Linked DNA regions of Sus scrofa: all the other regions are linked to region 4. A link is a contact called in public Hi-C and HiChIP or PLAC-seq data. All regions are on one chromosome and are shown on one strand. The core of a region is the stretch at or near the end of the contact, and the rest is flanking DNA. Distances in the headings are between cores, read along the strand shown.

Region 1 (3,072 bases), core at 260-2,759, 270 kb before region 4:
TAAGCAACACTGTACTAAATAGTCCATGAGTGTTTGATCATATAATTTTGGAGGCGTCTCATTTGTTTGTTTGTAGAACATGCATGAATTTTTTTTTTATGAACAAATGAAAAATTAAGGATGACTCTTATGAGAAGAAAGCATTTTATTGTATTTTATTTTTGTCTTTTTAGGGGTGCACCTGTGGCATATGGAGGTTCCCAGGCTAGGGGTCTAATAGGAGCTGTAGCTGCTGGCCTACACCACAGCCACAGCAACACCAGAGCCAAGCCGTGTCTGTGACCTACATCACAGCTCATGGCAACGCCGGATCCTTAACCCGATGAGCAAGGCCAGGGATCTAACCTGCAACCTCATGGTTCCTAGTAGGATTCATTTCTGCTGCACCATGATGGGAACTCCAGGAGAAAGCATTTTAATCCTAGGTAGTTAGGTCTGCCCAGTTATCTTCACATGGAATTGCTGGCCTCCAGGAAGTGACCTGCATCCTCTGAGGGTTCTTCCCCTTTTCTGCCCCTGCTCAGGAAGGCCAGTAGGATGAGTTGTGTGCAGAACTGACCCCTGGCTTCAGGAAAGATTGGGGGCAGGTGACAAAATTTCTGTGACTTGAGGAGTAACATAGCTGATAAATCATTTTTGTTTCTTTCTCTCTTTTATTTCTTTTCTTTCTTCAAGAGATCTGTCAATTTAGGAGAGAGTTTTGAAAGTGTTTTAGAAAATAATATTTATACAGTGCTGAGGTTTCTCCCAACTTTTCACACAATGTGTGCTGCTTAACTCTTACCAAGATTCTTGTAAAATGAAGAATTCAGAATAGACTTTTATCTTATGAAAACATAATTTATCAAGATCACTTAGCATATATCTTACAAGCTTTGGAATTTTTACAGACCACAGAAAAACTTTTTTTTTTTAAACTAATACAGCCTAAAACAACACAGTCTGCCAGACCGCAGTACATCCGTAATTTAGAGCAGCAGATGTTGCTACACATGCTTCTCTTTAAGACCAAGAAGAAGCACAAGAGAAAATAAAATAAAAAGTTCAAAACAGAAGAGAAGCATGAAACAGTGCAGAGATGAGGGAGTTGGGAAGCCAAGGGCAGTTGGTTCAATTAGCAAAGAGAAGGGATGTGGTGATCTGGACTCTGTTTTTTGTGTACATCTTCTAAACACTTTGTAAGTCATGTTCATCCTGTTAACCCAGCTTTGATAACTCTCTAGTAAAATTTATTTTCCATTAAAACTCTGCTTGGGTTAAGCTGAGAAGTACGTGGTATTCATTATACTGTTTCATCATTTCACATTTCGAACAAGAGTCGGCTAAGATGTGCCATCCCATGGCAGAGTTCATTGCTTTGTCACAGAGTCTGCTAATGTTTTTCCATTTGGTTCTCACTCTAGCTGATCCCACAGTGAAGGACTTAATCGGAGGCTTCACTGCTCTTCACTACGCAGCCATGCATGGCCGGGCCCGGATTGCACGCCTCATGTTGGAATCCGAATACAGGAGCGACATCATTAATGCCAAAAGCAATGATGGCTGGACCCCCCTGCATGTGGCAGCCCACTATGGTAGGGACTCATTCGTCCGACTCCTCCTGGAGTTCAAGGCTGAGGTCGACCCACTCAGTGATAAAGGCACAACACCGCTTCAGCTTGCCATTATCCGGGAGAGGTCGAGCTGTGTGAAGATCCTCCTGGACCACAATGCCAATATCGACATTCAGAACGGTTTCCTGTTGCGATACGCTGTGATCAAAAGCAATCACTCTTATTGCCGAATGTTCCTTCAAAGAGGAGCAGACACAAACTTGGGTCGCTTAGAAGATGGACAGACGCCATTACATCTGTCTGCCCTTAGGGATGACGTGCTTTGTGCGCGGATGTTATATAATTATGGAGCGGACACGAACACAAGGAACTATGAAGGACAGACCCCACTGGCTGTTTCAATAAGCATTTCTGGAAGTAGTCGACCGTGTTTGGATTTCTTACAGGAAGTCACAAGTATGTAATTTAATTATTACTATTACTACTTTTTTTTTTTTTTCAATTGCATCTTCTGAGGAGCTTAAGGTGTTTTACAACTTAAAATGGCCAGACATGAATGATTCCTGTTAGCCCTACCTGGTAAGTAAAATGAAAAGAAGGCTCCACATCACAAGATTTCATAAAAAAACAGTTGTGTTACTAGAAGTAATGAGAGTAGATAGGGTGGGGTGAGAGAAGAAATGGAGAAAAAGAAACAGGAGAATTTTTTAAATTAACAAAGATCGATGTTAGAACAAGGCACTTCCTGCTATTCATAAGCATAGTATTTCCAGGCTTTTGTGGAATTAAGATTGAGGAATTAGAAGGAGGATTTTGGATATTGGCATCCATAGCTATGAAAGTGAGCTAGAATTTGCGCTCTATGGCTAAGCTCTTGCTCATATTTTATTGTTGCTTTTCTACTTCATTACAGTGTGGGACACATGAAATGGAACAGCAGTGTTATTTACTTACATATCTGAGTAATGCAGGTTAAGGGTTGTAAGGGTTGTAGCAATTGTTGTAAGGAAAAAATTAACTATCAGTGGAAAATATAGTGCCACTGTCCCTGGCCCACACAGGACATTGTAACTGACCTGTTTTTGTGCAAACAGGCACTTTTTTTTAAGCCAGGAAGTGTCCAACCCACCATGTGTAGCGACGCGTGTGTTGTATTATTTCCCTTCTCTCCCCTTCCCATTGTGCCCAGGGCATGTGGAAGTTACCAGGCCAGGGATTGAACCTGCACCACAGCAGCAACTAGAGCCACAGCAGTTAACAATGCCTTATTCTTAACGCACTGTGCCACCAAGGAACTCCACATGTACCTTTAAAATTAGGGCAGATAGAAAAATGGATGTGACTGCCTCTTTGTGTTTGAGTTCTTCACTACATATAGAGCAGAGCCATGCACCTAGTAGGTCCTCAGGAAGTGTGGGTTGGCTGATTGCTTCCATAAAGGATAGTGGCTGAGCAGACTTGGTTGGGGTGCTTTTCAGAAATGAGGCACCATCTGTCCTTGGAAGGCTGTCCTTGGAGG
Region 2 (3,132 bases), core at 485-2,984, 340 kb after region 4:
CCGGATCCTTAACCCACTGAGCAAGGCCAGGGACTGAACCCGCAACCTCATGGTTCCTAGTCGGATTTGTTAACCACTGAGCCACGACCGGAACTCCTAAAATCCTGCAACTTAAGCAAAATTTACAATTGTGGTCTGTTGTTGCATGTATAACCAACAATCAAAAATACTGAGAGAACGGCAGGACTGTAGGGTTTCATAGTAGAGGAGAGTGAAGGAATTTTCTAAATCTTTCTACTCATGCCTACTTTTGTGTTACGATGTTTGCTTTCCTCCCCAGCTGCAGTAATTGTGGTGACTCAGAGGACCGATAATTTGTATTTAATTATGCTGTTATGTTCAAAACATTTAACATTTTTGGAGGATATGTCCTCAGCAACTGTTAGCATCCAACTACTTAAAAGCTACTGGTTCAGGGGGAATGTGTTTTTGAAACAGCCAAGTGTAATAATCTATATCAGGTCTGATGAGGAAATCAAAATGCAGTGGCTGTGAAAAACTAAAAGAGTTTCTTGTCACTCACAATGGCTCTAGAGATAGCTCAGAGTTAGCCCGCAAGAGCCATGGATATGGAGAAAATGTGAAGCTCTAACCTATGCTGTTAAGTGAAAAACCACGCAACAAGATACACAGGGAGTGCCCTACACACCATCAAGCAGAGTTTTTCTCCCATTAAAAGCTGCAACTGAAACAAAAACCTATGGTACATTCACCAAAATCAATTTCAGAAGCATAAAATAGTTTCCCTTCTACATAGAGTTGTACTTCTTACTCTTAATATCAGACTAACTTTTGAAATATTTAAGTAAGTGTAAAGCCACGCCTTGATTTTTTATCAGGCACTAACCCAGGGCAGCAGCAGCTCCATCCAGGTGCCTCTGCCTCAAGGCCCTCAGCCGGGTAGACAGCTTCTGAAAGACCACGTAGAGAAGAATGCAGCAGAAGACGATGTACCAGCCATAGGTGGCCAGCAGGGAGCCCACTGGAAAGAAGAAACAGTTTTCAAGAAAGGAAAAAAGACGGGGCTTTTCCATGAAATTCCACAAAGGCAAAATGAGCCTAGTTCCTTCCGGGTCTGGCTGAGATCTCCTAAGCAGGCAGTTACAACAGGGAGAAGTGCGACAATTCAGGGACCACTGAGAAGGGACTTCTCAACCACTTGGGGAACACGAGGGGGCAAGTCCGGAGGATGTGGGGTACGCCAGCCGGGTTTCGAGGGGTGAAGGGAAGTGTACTGACTCAGGAGACCAAAGGCCTTTCAGATTCTGCCAACATATAGAAAGGGGTGACTTTGCGGGGCTAACACAGCGCCGGGGGTGCGCTTGGGGCGGGGAGCCGAGGCCTGAGGCAAACACCAAGCGGCGAGTGACCCCAGTAACCGCAACCCGGAAAGGCTTGTTCCGTATCGAGTAAAGGACTAGCGCAAAAAAAGGGTCGACGGCGCCGCCCAGGGAAGCGCCGCTCTGGGAGGGCTTCCACGCGCGCTCCGGGCCCACTGCCCGGGCCTGCGTGCGGCGCTGACAGCCGGGTGCCGGCCGGGCCTGGCCCGGGCGCAGCGGAGAACCACCCACCGAACATGGCGGTGCAAACCCTCTGCCCAGCGGCCCATGCCAACTCACCCGTGACGTGAAGGAAGCGCAGGCCTTCGGTCTCCAGGGCCGGCCGCGCGGACAGCTGGTCCCCGTCCTGCTCCATAGCCACCAGCGTAGGGCCTGGCCCGGCCGGCTGCGTCAACTGGAGCCTTCTCCTTCCGGCCAACCCCTATGTACACGTGGCGCGCCAAGCCGGCATTCAGGCGTCCGAGCCAATCGCGTCGCGACCCGGCCCAAGCGTTCGGCCAATCGTAGCGAGGGCGTGGCCGAAGCGACCCAGCGGGGAAGAGGGGAGGAGGGAGGGAGAGTTGTGAGGGCTTGAAAAGCGATTGCTCGGGAGGGGCGGTGGCTAGATCCCGGAGGAGCTGAGAGAGACCGGGGAGGGGCGGGGTGACCTGCTGCCTGAGGGGTGTCCCAGCTTCGCTGCGCCTTCGGCCTCTTGGCGACTTCCTCACAACCTCCTTAGGGAGTGTTTGCTTTTGATTGGACACCGAGGTCGTCCGGGGAGGTTGGAAACCGGATTTGCGCCCACACCCTTAATCCTGGCCCAGAAAGTCCCCGCTCGCCTAGGAGTTCTATTCTTTAGAATCAAAATCTCTGGAAAAAGAATGACCCCAACAACCAATGGCCCCACCTCGCACTGAATCTTACTGAGTGTCACAAGGCTTGATGATTATGTTTAATAGCGTCCTGGCTGTTTTCTTGGCCCACCTCCACCCCTCACCCACCGCCACCTCTCTGAGGCCAACCTTAACCACCACCCCCCCTTTTTAGGCCGCACCCAGGGCATACGGAGGTTCCAGGCTAGGGGCTGAATCAGAGCTGTAGCTCCGGGCCTGTGCCACAGCCACAGCAACACAGGATCCAGCCACATGTACAACCCATACACCACAGCTCACAGCAAGGCCGGATCCTTAACCCACTGAGCGAAGACAGGGATCGAACCCGCGTCCTCAAGGTTAACCACACTTTTTGAAATCTGACCTTGAGATTTTCTTGAAGAAGGATTTAAAGTGAAGGTACCTAGTCATGTCTCAAAAAAAGGGATGAGGATTAGGAATAGGGCCAGGAGGACCTCAGAGTGTGTGCCCACGCGAGGCTGGAGGCCCAGGGCTCCCTTGGCTGCCTCACCCAGACTTTTCTCAAGGGGGCGACCTCTGAGACTTCACAAGGGCCTTTTCAGCACTGAGTCGGAAAAGCAGTAAGAAGGGCTCCTCACTGAAGAACTTGAATTCATGTGCCTTGGCAAAGAAAGCCTGAACGTTTTACTTTTTTTTTTTTTTTGGTCTTTTCTAGGGCTGCACCCGCAGCATATGGAGGTTCCCAGGCCAGGGGTCTAATTGGAGCTGTAGCCACCGGCCTACACCAGAGCCACAGCACTGCCAGATCTGAGCCTCGTCTGCAACCTACGCCACAGCTCACCGCAATGCCGGATCCTTGACCCACTGAGCGAGGCCAGGGATCGAACCTGCAATCTTGGTTCCTAGTCGGATTCGTTAACGACTGTGCCACAATGGGAACTCCTGAACGTTTTTCTTAA
Region 3 (3,052 bases), core at 185-2,684, 480 kb before region 4:
CCGCAGCCTCCGTTCACAGACCCTCCGGAAGGTGGGGGAGGGAAGAGGTGGAGAAAAAGGGTGGGCGGGAAGAGGTAGGAGGGGTTCCCTCCCGCGAGCAGCAGAGCATCCCTGGTGGCCCCACCCCCATCCCAGACGCCTTCCCCCGCCCCCGTTCCCCCTATTCCCCTTCCCAACTCTGCGAGGGATCGCCAGGCAGACCCCAAGGGGGTGCGGGCAGTACCAGGCCGCCGCCGCAAGTGCTGAGCGAGACGAGGGAGCCGGGGTGGCCCAGCACGCGGCCCGAGTAGAAGCACAGTTCGGCGGGGCGTCCACGGCGCCCTGCTTCGCCAGCCTCCTCCACCTCGAAACCGCCGGACAGAAAGCGGAGGTCGCGACGCAGCTGCAGGTACAGGTCGCGCCCGAAGGCCGGCAGGTGCAGCAGCAGGGCGCGCTCGCCAGGCCGGGCACGCGGGGCGGCGGGGGGCGCGCGGGGTCGCCGACGTCTTCGCGGCCCTGGGGCGCCAGGCAGCTGCGGCAGGTGCACGGCGTCTGGGCGCACCCGCCGCGGGAGCACCACCTCCACGTCGGCCGCCGCGTCGCCGACCGCTGTAAGAGAGGAGACGCGTCAGCGCGCCGGGGCCCGGCCGCCCCGCCGCCCGCCCACCGAGCGCGAGGTCCAGCGCTGGGCATCCCGCGCCAGCCCAGAGACAACACGGCCCCGAGCCGTTGCTCTCTTTCCTTATCTCGCCCAGGCACCTCCATGCCACTCAGCGCCTCTCCCCAGACCCCGCGCCACCCTGGAAAGGTCTCCGGCTGGGCTACCCGAGCACCTCCGGGAATACGGCCGCCGCATCGGCGTCCGGAGAACTGGCGGCGGCGCGACCGCCCGGGAGCCGCCTGGAGCCCAGTCTTCCGGCCGCGGCCCGCGCCCCCTGGACCCGGGAGCTGTCAGCTGTCGGCCGCCGGATCCCGGCCACGCCGGCAGGCGGAGGCCGCCAAGATGCCTCGGGAGGGCAGAAGGAAGGTGGCCGCGAGAAGCACGAGCTAAGGGGCGGGAGTAGAGGGAGCGTTACCTGCACCCGAGTCCAGTCCCCAAACCAGCAGCAGCAGCAAGGGCAGGACAAGGGGAGGCAGCAGGGCGCCGTCACACATGGTACTTGGGAGGAGCAGCCCCCCTTGACGGTCGCGGCGGAACAGGAGCGCGCGAGGCGGCGGCGCCAGCCGGAGTGAAGCCCTCCAGCCTTTGGAAAAAGTAATTAGCGCTGCGGACAAACCCAACGTGGTAAATCCCAAGCCCCGCCTTCTCCTCGGAAAGCTGGAGATGATAGGACTCTCGCTTTGCTTTACCCCGCCTCCCCCTTCTCTATTGGCTAAGAAGGGTCTAAACCAGGGTGCGTAGTTAGGTTGTAAGAATTTTCTTACACGTGGTTTCTGGGCAGTGGCGGGGAGGGGGCACCAGGTGGCGCAAGGGAGCCGTCTGGAGCCGCGCTGTTGAGGAGGACCCAGGACACCTGACTGGTCTTCAAAGTTTGTCCCCATTTTTGTAACCCTCTCAAACCCTGCTGCTCAGCTTCCCAAAAAGACAGTCCAGAAATCCTAGCCAACAGATATCATCCATAAAAGTATATTTTCTCTGCATCTAAAGTAAAACCAATTTGGGTTGTCTGTAGCTGGGCACTTTCTTGCTCTAGGTGCGCAACTTTGCACGGGATGGCTAGCCACTTCCAAGGGAGAGGTGTTTATGCAAATCCTTCACACCTCCTGTCATCTTTATCTGCACGGAAGCTGGTGGCACAGGCGAGATCACACACTCTTACAGACTTAGACACTGAGGGGGCGAGAGTGAGCATAAGGAGCTTGCTGAGTTAGCCAGTGGGTTTGTATCCCAGCAAGAGCTAGAATGTGGCTCCTGGCTTGCGGACGGGGCTGTTCTCTCCACGGCAAGAGCCCTCCATGGCACGTAGGAAGGAATATTAGCCCAGTTTTACAGGTTAGGAAACTGGGACACAAAGTAGCAAAGACTGAACTTGAACCCAAGTCTTTCTGCAACAGAATGAATCATTCATAACTGAGCAAGTTCTGGAAGAAAAACAAAACAAAACAAAATTAACTGAGGTGTAACCATTCTCATGTCTCTTCCCCTCCCCCTCCCTGCTTGCCTGTCCTGCCTGTTTCCGTTTTTTCAAGGCAGAGGGGCAACAGCACTCCTCTTGGACTCTGCTTAGGGCCTCTCAGAATCTAAAATGCACCCCAGGGTTACATGTTATCGACAGGAATCCAGAAGTGAGCACTGTTCAGCTTTCCTGACATTTCATTAACCCTGGTAGTGGGCTGTGTCACTGATTCTCAGTAAAGCCCATCACTCTCACTACTGCAAACTTGCTAGTCTGTGTGTCCCCTAGGGTGCTGCTAGTGGAATCCTTTTCTGCTCTGTCCACCGCACCCTCCACTGCTCCAGGGGCTGCCACCCACCACCAGACACCTAGTTCCTGGAAACCTCATGCAGCTTGCTCATGGCCTAGTTTGGGTTTTTTTCCCCCTCCCCTTGAAAGCAGCCTCAGCTGACTGAAGGTTCAGCAGCCTCTTCTGGTGGCACAAGAAATCATGGAGAGCTTTTTGGTGAAGATTTGTTGGGCAAAGAGCCACCTCAAAGGCTGGTTACTAAAAGCCAGGAGTAGCAGCCCCACTACCTTGCGGGAACAATTCCTTCTGCCATCAGGAGTCTACTTGATGCTCAGTAGTCCGCAAGGGCATGCAAACTGAAGCAAGAGCAGGATACCATTTCATCTTCCAGCCTGTCCGAACTGAAGCACTTGGAAATATCAAGAATTGGAGAGGACATTGTCCTGCCCATGGGAGGGAGTGCGAATTGGCATAGCCACTTTGAAGAACAATACTGTACACACCCTACAATTCTGCTGTTCCACTTCTGGCTAACTACCACAAATGAACTGGCAATATTCTAGAATGTTCACCACTCTGAATTATTTAGGGGAAAGAAAAAAAAAAAAAAAAAAGCAAGACCTGAATGACCACCATTAGATAAATGGCTAATAGAGCTCCAAAATAA
Region 4 (3,156 bases), core at 26-2,525:
ACTGACCTAGCAATGGCCCCCTGTAAACCTGTAACTAACACACGCCTAACGGATGGAGTTAAATGCTGGTATATAATCAGCTTGAAACAAGCCCCCTGTGTGTAGACTATCCCAACGGTTTTCTACAGTGGAGACATTTCCAAGACGGTTCCCAGGCTTACTTAAAAGGGAAATTGAATTGCTGCCCCCCCCCCATTGGCCACGTCCACTAGTTGTCTGCTCAAGCACTGGGCATGCACTTCCTCACGGTGCCGCTAGATGGCAGGGCCGCGCGCCCTTGGGGCGCTTTGTGGAGATTCGCGGGCTCACTCAACACCGTGGACGCCACGCCTTGCAAATTATTAGGGACTTTTCGGTAGCAATCATATTAACGCCTTTTGCATACTGGAATTAGAACCGCGGTGATGAGGGTAGGATTGCAAAACTGCACCCACCCTTTTGAAAGGGCGTCCAGTCCAGGAGAATTAGAGGGACAACCTCTTGGGAGTAAAGCAAAGCTGCCCGGCGGTCCCCTCGCCAAAGAGGGGCCCAAGGAGCTTGTCCGAGGGGCCACAGTCCTGGGTTTCCGCGAGGTGACGTGATGGCCCTGCAGCTGCCTGGCTTTTGTGAAATGGAAGTAAGGGTGGTGGCAATTTGTCTTTGTGCCTTGGGGTAAATCCTGGGAATGTTCTAGTCGTAACACTACGTGAGAGGAGCCTAGGAGGCAGGTCCTGCCAGGGTGAAGAATCATCTGCTTTTTTCCAAACCGGCTTCTCTTTACCCGGTGGGCACATGGAGCCAAATCCATGCCTGTCTGCAAGCATGGACATACATCTTTATGCTCTGCGTTTGTACAATGGCCTCACTGGTGGGAACATAGTTAAGGTAGCTTGAAACATAATAAACTGCCTATATGCCCCAATGTTTATCTACCACCTCCCCCCTCAAAAATAACCCCAGGCAATTTAAAATGATTCACCAAACAGTGACATATTTGTATACATCCATAATTACATTAGTAAATTCATGTGGTAGAAGGGGTGCAGTTTGAAAACTATTAAAGCTTTAAAGTTACACATTTCTAGTCTGCTCTATAGTTTTACACAAATGAATATTCCCGTCTTTTCCATATTTACTGCCAGAGTATACGATCTACATATATGAGTCAGAGGTTCATCAGCGGATTTTGCAGCGGAGCGGATCAGAGGGGCAGGGGAAGCTGGGTTGAGCAGAGAACGACCACTCTCAGCGCCGCGCCCGCCCCGCGTGGAAAGCAGGATGTCCCAAAGCGGGAAGGGCCGGGGGGCCTCCGGGCCAGGAGCAATGAGCGCGATCGCCTGGGATTTGCAGCAGGGAAACTGAGGCGGGAGGTCGGGGAGGTGGTGGTGGGGGTGCTCCCCGAACCAGTTCCTTGGCAACGCCGCCGCTCCGACCCTCGCTACGCACCCTTCGCGCCGCCTGCCGCCCGCCCTCCTCAGGATTGAGGAAGTGTGTGTCTGGCCCGGCCCCGCGAGCGGCCAGAGGCGCAGGGGCGGAGGGCAGAGGGGCGGCCCGGCCCGGATCCGCCGTCTTCCTCCCCGCCCGCGCTCAGCGCAGAGTCCAAGGCGCCGGCCGCCTCAGGTAAGCGCCGCCGGGCCCGCGCCCCGCCAGGGGACCCGCCGCCAGGCCCCGGGCGCAGGGCGACCCCAGGGCTCATGGCCCCGCCGCCTGCCGCCGCGCTCACGGGGCACGAGGCCCAGGCGGGGAACCCGAGACCCCCCGGGACGGGGCCCGGGCAGGGAGAGCAGACTCGAGCAAGGAGTACTTCTCCCTCCGCCTTTGGAAAAACTCGCTTCCTTCAAGTCGGAGTGGCCGTGAGAGCGCGTGTGCGTTGTGTGAGCCTGAGAGTGAATGTGCTTGTGAGCGAGAGTGTAAGCTGAGTGTGAGCGCGGGGGTGTGGGGAAGCAGCAGCTCCCTGCCCCGACGGCCTGGTGCGCGACGGCCGGCGCATCTTCATCCCACCCTCAGGCTGAGGCCCTCTTCTGGCCTGAGGGTCGGATCTCCGGCGGTGCGGATAAAACCCCGCCACCACCTTGGCGGTCTCTGCGGCGACCTCCCGGCAGAGGCGCAGGAGATGAGCGCGGATGTGGTGGAATGAGGAAGGGAGCCGAGGAAGGCAGCCGAGGAAGGCTGCCGAGGAAGGCTGGGGGTCGGAGGGATATGATAACGAATAATTGGGCGACTTCTGTGCTGGGCTCGACCAGCCCCTCTTTGTTTGAGGTCAAGAAGCTTTTCTCTCAGGAGCACATCCCCCTGCAGGGGTCTGAGAAGGAGAGATACGGGAGCCTGTAGTTTGTTTTTGGTGAGCCTCTCACCAAACACACCATTTTCAGACTTTGTCACTTATTGTGTCCAAATTCCCCTGGGCCTTAAGGGGACAACTAGAATATGCAGGATTTGGAAAAATGTTAACATTCCCCTCCTTTGGTCGTTTGGCTTCATTATCTTTGTTTATGCCCCGGAAGAATAAAAAAGTTAGAAACATACAAACCTCACACCTAATTTGTCCTGCAGAAGGTTTTGGGGGCCCTGCCCCAAGCCTCCACATCTCAGGGGGTGGCCTCATACTAAAGGTAGTAGGCACAGTTGCTCAGATCAAAAACCTAGGAGTCGTCCCTTGTCCCAACTCCTCATTCCTTGAATTCAATGGTTAGCAAGTCCTGTTGGGTCTCAAAGGTGTGTGGGGTCCATCCCCTTCCTTTTTATGGCCCACTCTAGTCCAAGCCACCAGCATCTCTTACCTGTGCAATTGCAGTGCTTCCCATACGCCCAGTCTCCATTTGGCAGCCATGGTGATTTTTTTTTTTTTAAGGTAAATTCGAGAGTGTCAGTCTTCTGCTTGTAACCCTTCAATAACATCTCCTTATGCTTGTCACGAAATCCAGAAGACCTCCTCCCGTCCGCATCCCTGCAGCTGATCTGGCTTCTGCCGTCTCAGATCACCTGGCCATTGCCTCCCCACCCAGCCACCCCCTCTAAACCCAGCCTCACTCTCACATCTCTCTGTGTATGTCCTTGCAGTTGCCAATGGCTGTGTGTTCCTACTCTATCTTTTGAATTACTCCTTTAATTTACCTGAAAGTCTCCATTGGAGACTCCAGGTGTCAGAGACCTTTCCAGAGTCCCTGCTCACTGTTG

The links. A called contact is a pair of places that touch in the nucleus more often than the background predicts. HiChIP or PLAC-seq counts read pairs in DNA pulled down with a chosen protein or histone mark.
Region 1: a Hi-C map of embryonic fibroblasts shows a contact between it and region 4, with 3 times the contacts expected there. The contact joins the enhancer-like site here to the promoter of LRRK1 in region 4. A contact is called at or near these places in 12 of 47 Hi-C or Micro-C datasets (adipocytes, alveolar macrophages, brain and 7 more) and 1 of 2 datasets of contacts at active chromatin or transcription factors (alveolar macrophages).
Region 2: a contact with region 4 is called in an H3K27ac HiChIP or PLAC-seq map of alveolar macrophages. The contact joins the promoter of SELENOS here to the promoter of LRRK1 in region 4. A contact is called at or near these places in 2 of 47 Hi-C or Micro-C datasets (liver and skeletal muscle) and 2 of 2 datasets of contacts at active chromatin or transcription factors (alveolar macrophages and skeletal muscle).
Region 3: a Hi-C map of embryonic fibroblasts shows a contact between it and region 4, with 2.9 times the contacts expected there. The contact joins the promoter of ADAMTS17 here to the promoter of LRRK1 in region 4. A contact is called at or near these places in 3 of 47 Hi-C or Micro-C datasets (embryonic fibroblasts, retroperitoneal adipose tissue and subcutaneous adipose tissue).

The regions. Positions count from the first base shown.
Region 1 is chr1:139,220,537-139,223,608 of Sscrofa11.1, forward strand. ASB7 (ankyrin repeat and SOCS box protein 7) reads left to right here. Exons shown (of 6, transcript XM_003121646.4): 5 at 1,404-2,009. Among named protein-coding and RNA genes, the nearest start is that of ASB7, 31 kb to the left of the region's middle. Within about 2 kb of position 1,510, at least 3 of the 83 cell types and tissues checked have an H3K27ac peak or open chromatin away from gene starts, as enhancers often do.
Region 2 is chr1:139,835,189-139,838,320 of Sscrofa11.1, forward strand. SELENOS (selenoprotein S) reads right to left here and starts at 1,735. Exons shown (of 6, transcript NM_001164113.1): 1 at 1,620-1,735; 2 at 848-982. The coding sequence starts at 1,695.
Region 3 is chr1:139,014,247-139,017,298 of Sscrofa11.1, forward strand. It overlaps ADAMTS17 (A disintegrin and metalloproteinase with thrombospondin motifs 17), which reads right to left and starts at 1,435. Exons shown (of 24, transcript XM_013993230.2): 1 at 1,056-1,435; 2 at 224-588. The coding sequence starts at 1,134.
Region 4 is chr1:139,492,851-139,496,006 of Sscrofa11.1, forward strand. It overlaps LRRK1 (leucine-rich repeat serine/threonine-protein kinase 1), which reads left to right and starts at 1,276. Exons shown (of 34, transcript XM_021098586.1): 1 at 1,276-1,599.